2 separate regions of the Dromaius novaehollandiae genome follow, and region 1 is linked to region 2. The links are chromatin contacts, called in public Hi-C maps. All regions are on one chromosome and are shown on one strand. The core of a region is the stretch at or near the end of the contact, and the rest is flanking DNA. Distances in the headings are between cores, read along the strand shown.

Region 1 (6,732 bases), core at 2,115-4,614, 180 kb before region 2:
ACAAAACCTCCACAAATAATAGTTTCTGTGCCAATGACATTAGTAATGGGGTGGGTGTGGGGGAGCATCAGCAGGTGGGAGCTGAATGTTGCAGTTGAGGGAGATGGCCTGGGGGAAGAAAGGAGAAGATACATCCAAAAAAGACAAGAAGAGAAACCAAAAGCTTGAATAGAAATGACTTCATGAGGAACTTGTCCTTCCACTTGGTAAGGCTGAATGCATTGAATATCACATAGAGCAAATGATAAATATAAGTAGAAAATTACTGGTAAAATGATTTTTTTTCCCCCTGGAAGCCTGTTTCTTCAATAGATTTAGGTTTCTTTTATCCATGTGTAATCCAGAAACAGGCTAGAAGACAAGAAATTCCTATGTAACGTTGCCATCGACTAAGCAAGGAAGATAGTATATGGTTATGGATCTGTAATCCAGCTCATAGAACCCAATTGGAAAAGAAATTCCACCTGGTAGCAGGAAACTCTGAAGTAGTGGGTCTAGCTTTGATGTGGGGAAGTTACATTTCTTCTCTTTCTTGAGGATTAGAGAAAGCTTTTCTTTCTCCTCCCCTAAACAGGGACATGAAATGCCCAAAGCATTCCAAAAACAGAAACTTCAACAGCAATGCAGGTTTCACAGTCAGCATTTTCAGTACGCTCACTCCTCAGGTTTAGCCTCAGCTCATCAGGTGTAACCATCCCAGCATGCAGATTCAGAATGTCCAGTGTTTTCAGTATATAAATTGACTGTATAATGGTTTCAACACACACTCTAAATTTCTCAGTCTCAGTTTCCTATCCCATTATTTAGGTGGTTGTTTCAATTTACAGGTTTCTCTTGGCCAAAATCCAGCAGATCCCACTTAATTTTCTTTAGCTACACATATATACTACCTACGTAATCAGGAACACTGATTTTATCTGGCCTTTTCTCTTTCCTGACTGTATCAGAAATTGTTTTCTGTACTTGCATTTTTGGGAACTATTCAGAACATGAAGCTCTGGATTTCCTGTGGCTGATTTTTCTAACAATGACCCCAATTAATTTCCTGTTTTCAGTACCCTTTGATGTCCCAAACATATGTGCAAGTTATTACCACCCAGTGTACCACTGCATGTCATTTGAGCTGTGCTAACGGTCTGCATGGATGCTGTTAGCCTGTTGCAAAGATGAGCTAACGCATGTAAGCTTCAACCACAGTGAAAGAGGGTGAAGCTGAACGTGTCTTACCTCATGTTTGCCAAGGAGTGAGAATATCCTTCAGTTATTTACTGCAGCTTAGCTGTTGCTCAGCTCCTTGATAGATCAGTTGTGATTTTGATCCCAGAAACCCTGGAGCTGATTTTATTTCAAAAGAAAGATCAACAAGTGACAAGAACAAGAGAATTCTCCAGTCAAAACAGAAGAAGCACAAGGAGCCTATACAAATACTCTTATCTTCTGTTGTATTTTGTTCACTCACTCTGCCATATCACAGACAACCTCAGAGTTTTATCTTCTCTCAAAACATGTCCAGCCAGTTTCTAACCCCTTCCAAAAGATTCTCAGCAGAAGTTTCCAACCTTGTAAGCTCCCTTCATTATTCTTAAATCTATGACTTCTTCAGGAGCACTACTGAACCACCACGAGTGTCCAAAGAAGATATGAAGAATTGATTTTTCCTTAAGCCCTGATGCTCATGCATCCCCAGATAATATGAGCTGCCTTTTCCAAGTAGACAAATTACTAGAAATTGCAAATTATTAATGAGAAACCACCCCAAGTCTTTCTGTGTGTGTTTTTTCCTCCACTCATACACTATCTCCACAAATATTGCAGGACCTTTAGTTCTCTCCAGGGAAAGCCTGGGATGCTGGTAATATGGAATATTTCTTGAGCCAGTAGTCCTTGATGCTGAGCTATCCAGCACTGTTTCCTCTTATATCCCTCATAAATCAGCTGCAAAGCGTTTCTGAATCCTCTAGTGCCGTGCAACGCTGGTGAGCTTGAGGGCATACTCCAAGTCATTGTAGCATACACGTGTTTTTCCTCCTACTGCTGTTCTGAGCCTTACTATTTTTTTTTGTAGCCAAAGTCCCATTTCTTCACTGGCCACCAGTTCCAGCACCTGCCTATTGCTTCTCACTTGTTTGCATATTCGCACATTAAACTGACCTGCACTTCTCTCTGGAGAATGCATCGCAGAGGGTCCTTAGGCCTTCTGACATCTCAAGATGCTTCATGAGTAGTGGGACACAGAAGTGGAAGATGCTGGTCCCTGAGAAACAGCATGCAACTGAACTCCCTGGTGAGTGCTCTGCTGTTTATACAGACAACTTCTGGACAATGTAAGCTGGCACAGTAATATGCAGAAAGTAGGTCAGACAGGTTACCTTGGCAGCAATGAGAACATTTATTTGAGGGCTACAGGATTCAGAGGGACAACTATGCCAGCCATCTCTTTAGCACTGTTGCTCAATGGCAGAAGCTGGTACATTCAATCGAGGGACACCATGGTGGCCGTAGACTGGGGCACTTTCCCCATGAGGAGAGGCTGAGGGAAGTGTTCAGCTAGGAGAAGAAATGGTTTCAGGGACACCTAATAGTAACTCCCCAGTACCTATGAGGAGATTATCGAGAAGACAGAGCCAGGCTCTCCATAATGGTGCAAGGTGGGAGGACAAAAGGTAACGAGCATAAGGTGAAGCAAGAGAGGTTCAGACTAGCTATAATGAGAAACTTTTTCACCCTGAGGACAGGCAGGCAGGAAAACAGATTGCCCAGAGAGGTTATGCAGTCTCTGTCCCTGGAGGTTTTGAAGACTAAAGCCAAGTCCTGAGCAATCTGGACTGAGCTCATACCTGACCCTGCTTTGAGCAAGAGGTTGGACTAGAGGCCTCCTGTGGTCCCTTCCAGCCTGAATTATCCTGCGAGTCTATGATCAGAGATCAGTCTGGTTCATAATAAATCCAGCCCAAATCCAGGTTGCAAAGAGCAGTCACAGCTGAGAGCTCACATTATGGAAAGCCATCCCAGTCTCTGGTGCAGACATAAGAATTAAGAGTTTGACCAGTCCATGGTCCATACAGACAGATTTCACACAGCACAGTCCATCAGGTCCTTGAAGGATTAAGACATACCTTTCGATGAGAGCAGCTGCATATGGATCCTTCCTTTATTTTCTCTTTCTAAGGGCCTGAATCTCTAATCACTTGTCCTATCTCTGTCAGAGAAGGGAATAGCCAACACAGCTGGGTCACACTGCCAGCTAGCAGGCAGCCTCTCTGCTCGCCTATCAGAGCCAGTCCCCTGCAAAGCTAGCATTCAGTCTCTAGAGTGTTTTTCTCCTGCTGTGTCATCCCGTCCTTCCCCCCTCACTTGGTTTTCCTGTCCCTCTTCTCTCGGCAGCCGGATTATAGTACAAGTGTCCTGTTGCTGTTGTGCCCTTGTCTGAGCTTTCTGCCTGACTTTTTTTCTCCACTCAGCTCTTCTCCTTGCTCTGGTAAGTCTGATGAACAGCTTCCTTGCTGTCACTGCTTGTTGGCATGGCACAATGGCTTTAATCTAAGTGCTTCCCTTTGGGATTGTCAGCCCATGTTTTCTAGGAATAGCCTTAAAAGCCTAAGTAGCCTGTGGCATGTATGAAGAAAACAGGCAAGTATCTAAGGCCATTGGTGAAAGTGAGAAATGCTTCTCTAAAGAGTGATTACAAACATTTAAGCTGACTTTGGTAGAGCTTGCCTTTATGTGAGAATAGGGGCCATGGTTGTTTTTCTACAGCAATAAATGGTCAAGACTCAGAAGCCACATGAGACATGAGGCAAGTGACATCAGAAAGTCTCTGAATCTGGGTTATTTCCATGCCTGTATGAAAATATGCCATGGAGCCTCCAAATCTGTCTTCGTTTTTTTTTGTTTGTTTGTTTTGTTTTGTTTTGTTTTTTTACTAGAAAGTTGTACATGAATTCTAAAGCTATTCAAGTGTGACATGTAATTAATAAAGCTGATTTTATCAATGCTTTCTGAAGTAATATATAGGACAGTGTCTAGGTTGTAACAAGGCACATGCATTTTTCTGAAGGGTAATTGGAGCTACACTAGTATAGGCCATTCCTGAATTTAATATTTGCTGCTTTGAAGTTTTTCTGTAGTTTGGTCTGGTGTAATGTTAAGGTAATGCTTTAGATTTTATCAGCATATGCTGTCTGGTCTAATTATGTGGAACACTTTGTTTTAGAGAATTTGTGTGTGCGTGTGTGTGTGTATATGAATTTTGAGCATAAAGTGCTAAATACCATTACCCATTTTAGAAGTGCTTAAAATAACTTCTGGCTGCAGAGCAGGTGCCATGTGTCCTTCTGCTGGATACACGGGGAGGCAAGAACTAAATATAGACAAGTTTGTAAACCCTCTAGAAGTTCAAGCTGCAAGAAGGAAAGGATAAAGAAATTCCTGTGAGAAGGAAGTGGAAGCTTTCTTTTTAAAAAAGATAAACAAAACTCTGTGACAATATACAAAACTGAGCTAAGAAGAGAACACTTATTTTGTGTTCTGTTTGTGCTAGGACAGTGTCTCCTGTGACGGCAGCAGTGTCCACTCTTGCAGTGCAAGAGGCTGGCTGACACGGTGCACTGCATGCGTGACTTTTTCCAGCAGCAGAGGAATGGCTGTTGCAGCTCTGCTAAATCAGGCTCTGGCTCTTGCTGACTGACCTTTTACTTTAGAAGTACTGGCTGACTTCAAAGCACAGTGAATGCAAAATGTGCCATTAATGTGAAATGTTAAGGGATATGGTCAGAGCCAAACAAACTCAATATGTTACCAGACCCTACTTAGCCTCTTCTCTTGCCTCTGACTGCAGCTCTGGCTACACCATGTGCTTAGCCCATTTTGGTGTCTTCTGACCCCGTGGGCAGATCTGCTCACTGCTGTTGTCCCCAAGCATCAGTCTGACTGCGAGATGGCAGACATGGCCAGGCATGCTCCTGCAGACAGGCATCACCCTCAGAGGCGTGTCTGCAACTTCCCATCAGAGACTGGAGCTTGCCTGTGTCCCAAGGTGCTCCACTGCTCTCCTGGTTTAAGCTAAGTATTTTAACAGTGATAGGAGGTGAATGGAGAGGCTGCTCTCCCCAAGCCAGCACTGGCCCATCATGGGGAGGCAGTAGCACCCTCTTGCTGTCAGAGGTGTTTCCCACCTCTGGCATGTGGAAGAGAGGACGAACATTTCTCTAGCCAGGCCCTGGGTCTTTTCTGGGCCATGGTAGCCAGAGCTGAAACGCAGTTCATAGCAACTCCCAAACCACCTTTCTGCAGTGACTTGTGGTTCTGTCCCCACTGCACATTAGAGTCCAGCATAATAGCCTGCTTTGTTCTAACTTTGTTGGTGACAGGACAGTCTTAGAGTTTTAAAATAATGCTGGGAATCAGGGTGGAACACACACCTGGGATCTGGGCTTGAAATTCAGTCTAGCTGTATCTTAAGCAGAGAGGGCTAAAACTCAAAATGCCATGGGTGATGTAGGAACAACACATTGTCATAGTATTAACTCTATTTTCTGATGAAAATGAAACCTTATTAACCATCTAGAGTGAATATCTGTAGGCAGCAGCTAGAACTGTCTGGGATCAAGCTTCCATCCAAAAAACAGGGCCAAGAAAGATACTGATCTGACGGCCATTGAACAGGTCCAGGATTTGTGAGCACAGTAGGAAAAGAGTTGGCAAGATCCAAGACTCAAGCTCAGTCAGCTAACTGGTCATTCCCCCGCCTCACTGCATAAAATAGACTAAGGCCCTGTTGGACATTTAGAAGCCTGGAGACAAGAGTAGCAGGAGTCACAGAAGTCTAGAGGCAGACGGTCGAAATTGAGCTTGGTCATCCTCCTCTCAGTCCGTTGGAAGTCAAGAAACCAAGGAATTCCCCTGCTGTGCTCAGTCACCTAATTTTCAGACAATACTGTATCTAAGACAGCATTTAATGTAAGCACTTTGGGGCTTGCTGAGTTTAGCACCGTAAGTCTTTTACGGGCTGATAAGAAAGAATTCCTGATATACGTCAAGGTTAAACAGGCTGGAGCAAGGAGAGGACTGGGGCCAATTGCAGTAAAATTTTCCAATATCAAAGGCTGTAAGTGGGTTGTTTTCAGCAGACAATAGCTGCTCTGTCTACATAAATATAAATCCTCTTACATTTTGAAAGCTGTTACACAAAATAAGATGCAGAAGCATTAACAGACGTGTTTATACTGAAAGTAGTAATCAGATCTCTGATTGAAATATAGACTAAAAGAGAATAGAGTAAAATATTAAAATATTTACTCGTCTGTGTAATACTTCACATCCAAGCTGTGAGCACCCTTGAGTTAAAGGTTCATCACTTTGCGTATTTTCTGTGGCTCACCTCTACTTACCACTCCAGACTGTTGGCCTAAGCATCAGCAGGTGTAAATTGCCATGGTTTCAGAGACTGATTATAAACAATCCCTTTCCAGTCGGGAATGATATAGATTATACTAGAGAATATTTCCTCATAGGCCAACTTTCAGACAACTTGTGTCCTTGATTCAAAACACCTAGTTCCTCTTTAATTCACCAGCATGTTTCATTTATTACTGAGACACAGTTGATATATGAATCAATATTCATCACTGATTTAGAGACTGCTGTATTTTGTGTTTGTAGGTGCAGACTTAGTGATTCACTTAGCAGGAAAATTTTAACCAGCCTGTGCTGATGCATGAATGATACCATTAG
Region 2 (7,775 bases), core at 483-2,982:
TGAAACACAATTGAATGGATTCCTCCAGTGACCAGTGCAACTCAAACTAATTAAATAGCAAATTGTCCTTAACTTTGCTCCACTAATGCAACTGTTTTGCAAGCCAAAATCTCCCTTATATAACTGACAATGTGGTATTTTTCTCTCTGAAAATCAGTTCAAACTTTAAAAGGTTTGGAAAAGCTCTCAGACCAAATATACTAGAAAACACTAATACTAAAATGAGAGTTAAAAATTTATTAAGTGTTAAGAAATTGGTGAAAGGCATGAGGAGGTTTTCATCTAACATCAAGGAACTTCTGTTTTTTTGCCTATATTGCTATGCATGTTTCTTGCTTCTCATCCTTTTCCTTCCATCATGAGTCAGGTCAAAGTCCACAACGTGTTAATGCCATGAAAGAATTTCTGGTATTACTTCAGGCACCAGTATGATTGTTTCCTTTTGAACCTCTTCTAACTGTCATCTGCAAAGAGGTTGTTTAAAAAAGTTATGCAGCTTTGGGTCAACGGTCATTTCAGGCAGTTTTCATCCCAGTTAGTTTCAAAAGCTTTGATTTCTCTGTTCATTCTAGCTCATAGTTGATTTTTAGACTCTAATTGCCAGGCTCAATGTAAACTCATGAGTATGGACCAAAGCATCAGCTTCAAATCTCAAAAGAAAGAGCACCATGAAAAGTCCACCTTACTCTTGATACTGATCTCCTGCGTACATGTCAGGCATACATTCTCATGTTTTCACTCATCGCTTCTTTCTCATTTTAGACACCTATGTCATCCAGTCTCAAGTCTGAGCACTTAGTTCTGATAATGTAAAAAATTGAAAAGACTTCTAAATTTCTTTGAAAACTGTCTAGCATGATATGATCGTATTAGCTTTGATACAGATATGGAGAGTTGGTTTTGAGTTCACAGCTTATGACCTTGTTTCAAATGTTAGACCTTGTAGTAACAGTTCAGGTTGTTGTGGGTTTTAGTTGCTAGTAGTTAACCTTTCAAAAGGTTTTTCTGAAAGACTTTTGAAAGTCTGGAAGACAGATATTTTAGTTAGTGGAAGTTTTAATCTTGGAACTAAACAGGTATGGTCAACTTCTCTCTTAAGCCATACACAGAGTTTGAGATGCAGTCCAGTAGATACTTAATATATGTGTTTCTCTGTTAACCAGGGAATTAGCAGTGACTAGCGTTTGGTAATATTTCAGAAAGGAGCACAAATGGCTTGTTCCCCTGAGCAGCCAGAAGGTGTTCTAAAAGATTTATCTGTGCCCAGCTAGGGAACCTGAGGCCGGTTAATGAATATCCTGCAGTATGTCTTCAGAGAAGTAGAATAAAAAGTACATTCAGCATACTACAACCTTAGTTAGGTTTAAAAAAAAACATACACCAGCATTTCTGACATCCACCTTAAACAAGATTTGGCACTGATTTTGGTGTAACGTAGATACTGTATGTCTTACTTTTTTAAAACTTATCTTCTATAAAGGAGCAAGATTTCTGTCATCAAACTGTTTGCCAGTCTCATCAGTAACTTTGAAGCCATAGACCAAGTTGCATTTAAAAGGTAGTGGTAGTCCTAAAATAGATGCTACTGCAAGTCTCATGAAAATGAGCAGCTATGTGAAGGCAAGAGGCCAGGCCAAGGAAAAGGCTAGCAGAACTCAGCTGTTAAGTTTCTGACTTAATCAAAATTGGCTCACTCAACATGTTTATATAGCTCCAAATTACTTGCAGTGCTATGCTGCCCCTTCTTGACCAGGAGGAGAGGGGAAGCACAGAGATGAGTTAAGGATTAATACAGGGGGTAGGAGAGAGTATTTAGTGAGAGAAAGCTTACATCGTTGTTATTAAGGCTTTATTAGAGTCTGACAAAGGGATAATTTTGTGTAAAAACAGCAGCTGAATAATGTCCCATGATTTATGCCTTAAATGAAATTCTGAAATGAGGAGATGAGGCCCTGTCTATACAAGCAAAATCTCCATACATGAAGGCACTTAACTTTGTGGGTCTTTTTCTGAATTTTTGTGATTAATTTCAGCTGATTGAAAACAGTTACTTAGAAGTTTCCATAAAAAGAACTATTTCTGGAATAACTGTTCTAAACTGGTTTCATATACAGGCTATTCACTGAATATAGTATGGTATAAAGGAGTGCATGAGATTAGGTTGGCTAACAACTGTATAGCTCATCCTGTGTATTCTGGAAACATTTATAGTTATTTGCCTTGTAAAGGTGGGACAAGAATATTCATTGTTTTCATAGCTATACTAACATCATTTTTGTCAAATTTTCTGAGCACTAAAAATCTTGTGTCTGTAATTTTTGCTGTACTGTTTCAAACTTGACTAATATTTACTCATTATTTTACTAAGATGTAATAGGTTTAGCATTCCTTGTGTGATTTGTAATCTTGTTTCTGGATCACAGATTCATTATATGTACTTTGGTACTTCATTGATTTGACTGTAGCTGTAGCTTGACTTATTAAGCATGAGGACTCTGACAGTTATGTATTGATACAGCATGCCTATATCTTGTAAAACTGTTCAGAAATTGACTTATTTGCTCTTAGCAATCAACAGTATTTGAATTTAATTCTGTGCGTTGTCAGCAATTTAGGCTTGTTTAAAAAAAACTTACAGAATAGAATCATTTCTCAGGGGTTGCACTGGCAAGATGAACTGATTTAATTAGCGTACTCTGCTCAGTGTTCATTTTTGTCTGAGATTTTGAAGAGAAATCATATTTGCTAAATACATTTGAAAATTGGCAACTACAAAACTGAGGAATGTTTGTGGGATTTGTAATTATGAACACCCACAACATATGGCACTGATTGTATCTTTACTATATTTCAGTGGCTTAAGCAGCTTTTTTTTTAACTTGTGTGATTTACATTGAAAAACACAAACTCTTAGAATACTTCTGAACTGACTGTGTGCCTGTATCTTCATTATGAAAAGTGAATATAGATAATTGATGTTGGCAGGTAATACACTTGCTTGCACAGCAATCTCAGATGGAAATAAAAGATTCAGGGTATATTAGCGTGGCTTCCAAGTTAAATACTGTCCAGTGTGAATTTAGTACTTTCCAGTGCAACCTCTGAACTACTATGCTAAATCTCCTCAGTGATCTTTTACTCCCATCTTTCTCATCATGCTGACTTCTCTCCTCTGTCTGTTCAGCAGTGGGAGACATTTAGCGAACGCTCTTCAAGCTCACAAACTCTGACCCAATTTGATTCTAACATTGCACCAGCTGATCCTGTAAGTCAATCACTTAGCTTGCTTGTTTGAAATTAATTTTATTAACACCAAATTTCCGTACATTGTATTTAGCTGTTATGCATGATTCCATGGACTGCTTTTATGGGAATGGTGGCAGGCTTATTAATTTTTTTTGCTTATGTTAGGAATAGAAGTTTTCTGGTACTACTCACTTTTAATATCGAAGTGCAAAAAATGTTTTTTTTCTTGATTTTGATGCAATACAACACTGCTTGCAAACCTGTATTATGCAAAGTATTTAAATATAAGGGTTTTCTGAAAATATTCATGAGATAACTCAAGGGCCGCTCCCAGTAATAAATCGGTTGCTCTTCAAATTTTGTCTTCAGTGTCTTTTCTAATTGCAGAACTTGCTTTGTACAAAATCTTAGAGCTGACAGTGCCAATCTAAGGGGAAAAAACTGTCAGACTTGAATGGGTGTGGTATTTCATACTCGTAATGTTTTTACCATGTTACTTATTGGTAGAGCTTTTAGTATTTCTCCAGCTAAATCCTTTGCTGTTTTAACGCTTTAGTGAGGAGTGCTCTGAATGATTATGCAGTTAGATATTTTGCCAAGCTTTGGAGCCAGAACTTTACTATAGTGCTTTAAGTTCTGCTGGTTTTAAACTTTATAGCATGTGACACTGAAGCAGTTCTGAAGTGCCTTAAAATTACTTCAGTATTTAGGTGCTTTCATCCTGCTTTTCTCACAGATTTAATTATCACTGTGTTCATTTTAACCTGTTTGTATCACAGAACATAGTAGATACACATAATATACATTTCACTGCTTCTAATATTAAACAGGTCACTTGTGTAAAAATATGTATATGTATATAGGTGGCTTGTATTCTTGGAATTAACACTGCTGTTTATTAGAAATAATGTTTCTAGATGCTGGAAGATAGAATTGAGACTGCACTGTTTCTAACCCCTAGAATTGCCCTTATTAAATATATTCAAAGCAAATTAAAATGTCGTACTTAAAATCCAATTCTTTTTCATCTCTAAGACTTTGTAACTATATTACAGTTAAACTGAAGTCTATTGTAAAGAAGTGTACACATCTGAAATCAGTTCCTGGTTGTGTTTGTTATTGTATACAATTGCTTAATAGTAAGTAGCTATCACCATATTGCTTCCACAATAGACTAGTAATTTATTTTTACATATAATTAGCAAATAGCAAATCTGAAGTGTAAAATTAGCCACATATAGGGAAAAAATTTAAAAGTAGAACTGTGATGATATATGAAGAAAAATACATAAAAATACTGGAAGTATATGCGATAGGCCTGAGCTACAGAACAACCTGTTCTCTTGTGTTCCCGAAGGAGAGAATCGGTTTTCTTGAGCATTTGTTAAAAACTAACTAAAAAGTAAATTCATAGCCTGACTTGTTTCTCTCACTATTGGAGAAGCGGCTTGTTTGAAGGGAAAAAATAAATGGGAGGAGTAAAAAAGCACGTTCATTCTTTGATATATGAACATAATTTGCCTGTTTTAAGTGAAAGTTGGTAACGCATTAAATTGCTTTGTGTATATTGATCTGTATTAATACTTTATATGAAGTTCATTTAACTTTTTCAGGCAAGTGAGGTTTTTTGTATTAGCTGCCCATTAGATTAGAGTACAGGAACAAGGTAGCTACAGCAAGAGTGATCTTTACATGGCAATCCCATTATTGAAAAATCCAATATATTTTTAATTGATATCCATAAGTTATGTTGCAGCAGTGTTTGAACTGTTATTAGAAAGTGGCCTTAAAAGTTTATATTTACAGCAAAAGAGTAATACAGATCAGTGTAAACGGTTATTATAAATTATTCGTGTAAATGTACTATGTTTTGTGAAAGTGGTCTAGTTGAATAGTCAAAATCAGGTTAAAGTTTTGATGCCTGAGGAGTTTTGAAACCTCTTTATATATACCTAGAGACACAATATGCTCTGTTTCTTTGTGCTGTCATTGGCCCATCCATTCATATATTCTGAAGATAGATGACAGAAAAACATCTCAAATGAGTATGTCCATATTTTTGTTACATGTGGGCAAGCGTAAAAGTTTGGGAATTTTTTTAAGCTATCTACACTTGGTATCCAAATCAAATGGAAAGGGCTGTCTATAAAGTACATTATAATAATATAGTCGCTTATCTGAAACGCAAAGAAAATGCCTATAGGTATAAAGTCAATGCCTATCTAACAATGTATTTCATATTGTTTACTATACTGAAGTTTCAAGGATTTTACTGTTTTAAAGATACCTGAAATTATTTGGCTTAAACTGCTACAAAGTATGTATTTTACAGAGAATTACTCATGCTGTTTAAAGAGCCCATAACTTTTGGGGGCATCATAGGTAAAACCTGGGAATGGGATTTTGAAGTTTGTTTTGAAGATGCATTTGAAGTGACAAATATCTGGTATGCCAGATGATGGCAGAAAGCTAGCAAAGTAGAGGTCCTAATTACATCAGTTACCTATAGAAACATTTCTAGTGCCCTTTTTAAGTCGAATGCTAGGTACACTTTATAAATGCTTAGAGTAACTTTGGCTCATACAGCTTTGGGTTTATGCGTCTGTTCAACTCCCTGAAACTCTGTAAAAATTAAATTTATGAATTTTTGTTTAAAAATTGCTTTCACATGGCATGAGAGACTTAATCTAAAACTAGATTGACATCACTTCCTCCATCTCTTCCACAGGATACGGCAATTGTGCACCCAGTTCCCATAAGAATGACTCCAAGCAAAATCCACATGCAGGAAATGGAACTTAAAAGAACTGGAAGTGGTAGGATGTTTTCCCTTGCTAATCAGGAAAGTTTTGTACGATTAGAGTTAGCTTTGTTTCCTTAAAAATTCTGACATTTTTTCCATGTGCTTAGATAAAAGTATCTGGAGTTGCAACCAGTGTAACTATCCATGAGATTCTCTGTGCTAAGTATTAGAGTACTGTTCTGATATATGCAGAGTTTGAGCTGTTAGGTTCTGTGAGGATTTTACCGTCTATAAGAGATGATTGCTTGGAGCAGTTCGGAAGCATGATATTATAGATTTATTTGGGGACTCTGGGAGAATGCCTAGGTTTTCTCATTAAATACTGGAGGAGGCTGTGCAAATTGAGAACATCACCTGCCTTGGTAAATCCTGTGTTTTGTAGTTAATAAAATAGAGGTATGGAGAGACAGCTTGTTCTACTGCAGTCAGAAATGCTGTTTGTTCCTTTGAAACCTGACAGCATTTGAAAGGATTGGTAGCCTTTTTTATACTCTGGTCAATAATAAACAAGCTTGCTTGATTTTTTTCCTTTAGGAATAGTGGAGTCCACAGTCTCAGTTTATAAATGTGACCTAATACTCCAGTATTTCATAAACTCATGTAACTTTTGTACAGCTTGTAGCATATGAGAATAAGCAAGTATGCACAACACACTTCTTTCAGCATTTCACTAACCATGTAAATAGGTAAAGATTTGCAACTCTGAGTACTAAGAAATATAAATACACTATTAAAATGTAAAACTTCAAAAATAACTTGGACATAAAAAGTGCTATAATTTAAACACTTTTAGTTTGAATACAGCACTTCAGTTTAGGGCAGAAAGTTTTTGTAAAGCTTTGACCTAAGTAGTAAAGGCTAGTTTGAATACGTTTGTTTATTTAGACTTGTTTTTTCATCTAGATCATGCTAATCCTACTAGTCCATTACTTGTGAAACCGCCTGATCTCCCAGAAGAAAACAAAATGAGTTCATCTGTAAAATTTACAGCTGGAAATACAGTTAGTAAGTATTGAGGTACTTTTGGATGTCACTATAAAATTAAGCAAACTATAGAGCTGATAATTTTTCAGTGAATGAAACCTTGCTAGATGCAGAAGCCCTGAAATGAACATGAACTTAACATGAGAATAAAGGCATTTCTAAAAGTACTTACTAAAACTAGTAAAGTATTATTTGATGTCCTTGGAGATGTTTCCCTTGGACTCTTCCTGCTATCTCTGTTAAAAAAAAAAGTCCATTTCCTATCAGCTGCTTTGTCATTTTTCTGTTTTCTATTTTAATTTCAGAATGAGAAATTGAAATGTATTGAAAGCTAAATTAAATAAGTAACATTTGATTCTACTTCTCAGACCCATGTAACAAATTTTTTGAAAAATAAGTTTTCAGGCTATTCTCCTCTGTTTCAGCTCTTACCAAAATGTTATAGACTTCCAGATTTCTTTTGTAGGTACAGCTTTTTAACTGTATATCTGCCCATGATAGTTTTCATTTATTTTAAGCACTTTCTACATCTAAAACCTGCCCAGATGATGCCTTACAAGGACATTAAATTGGTTTGGGTAATTTGAAATTATATATGAACTGTATCTGTTAGAGAGTAACAGCAATGCAAAAATGATTATAAAATGTTGTGCTTTTCTTCTACCAGCAGATGGTTACAGCAGTTCAGACTCCTATACTTCAGATCCAGAGCAAATTGGAAGCACTGTAACACGACAACGGT

Evidence for each region. A called contact is a pair of places that touch in the nucleus more often than the background predicts.
Region 1: a contact with region 2 is called in a Hi-C map of brain, with 2.5 times the contacts expected there. The contact joins the promoter of TXLNB here to the enhancer-like site in region 2. A contact is called at or near these places in 2 of 4 Hi-C or Micro-C datasets (brain and ovary).

What each region holds. Positions count from the first base shown.
Region 1 is chr3:65,571,414-65,578,145 of bDroNov1.hap1, reverse strand. It overlaps TXLNB (taxilin beta), which reads left to right and starts at 3,364. Exons shown (of 10, transcript XM_026120215.2): 1 at 3,364-3,478.
Region 2 is chr3:65,388,623-65,396,397 of bDroNov1.hap1, reverse strand. It overlaps REPS1 (RALBP1 associated Eps domain containing 1), which reads left to right. Exons shown (of 20, transcript XM_026121599.2): 10 at 3,185-3,265; 11 at 5,975-6,062; 12 at 6,953-7,054; 13 at 7,701-7,773. Among named protein-coding and RNA genes, the nearest start is that of CCDC28A, 42 kb to the right of the region's middle. Within about 2 kb of position 1,732, at least 1 of the 2 cell types and tissues checked has open chromatin away from gene starts, as enhancers often do.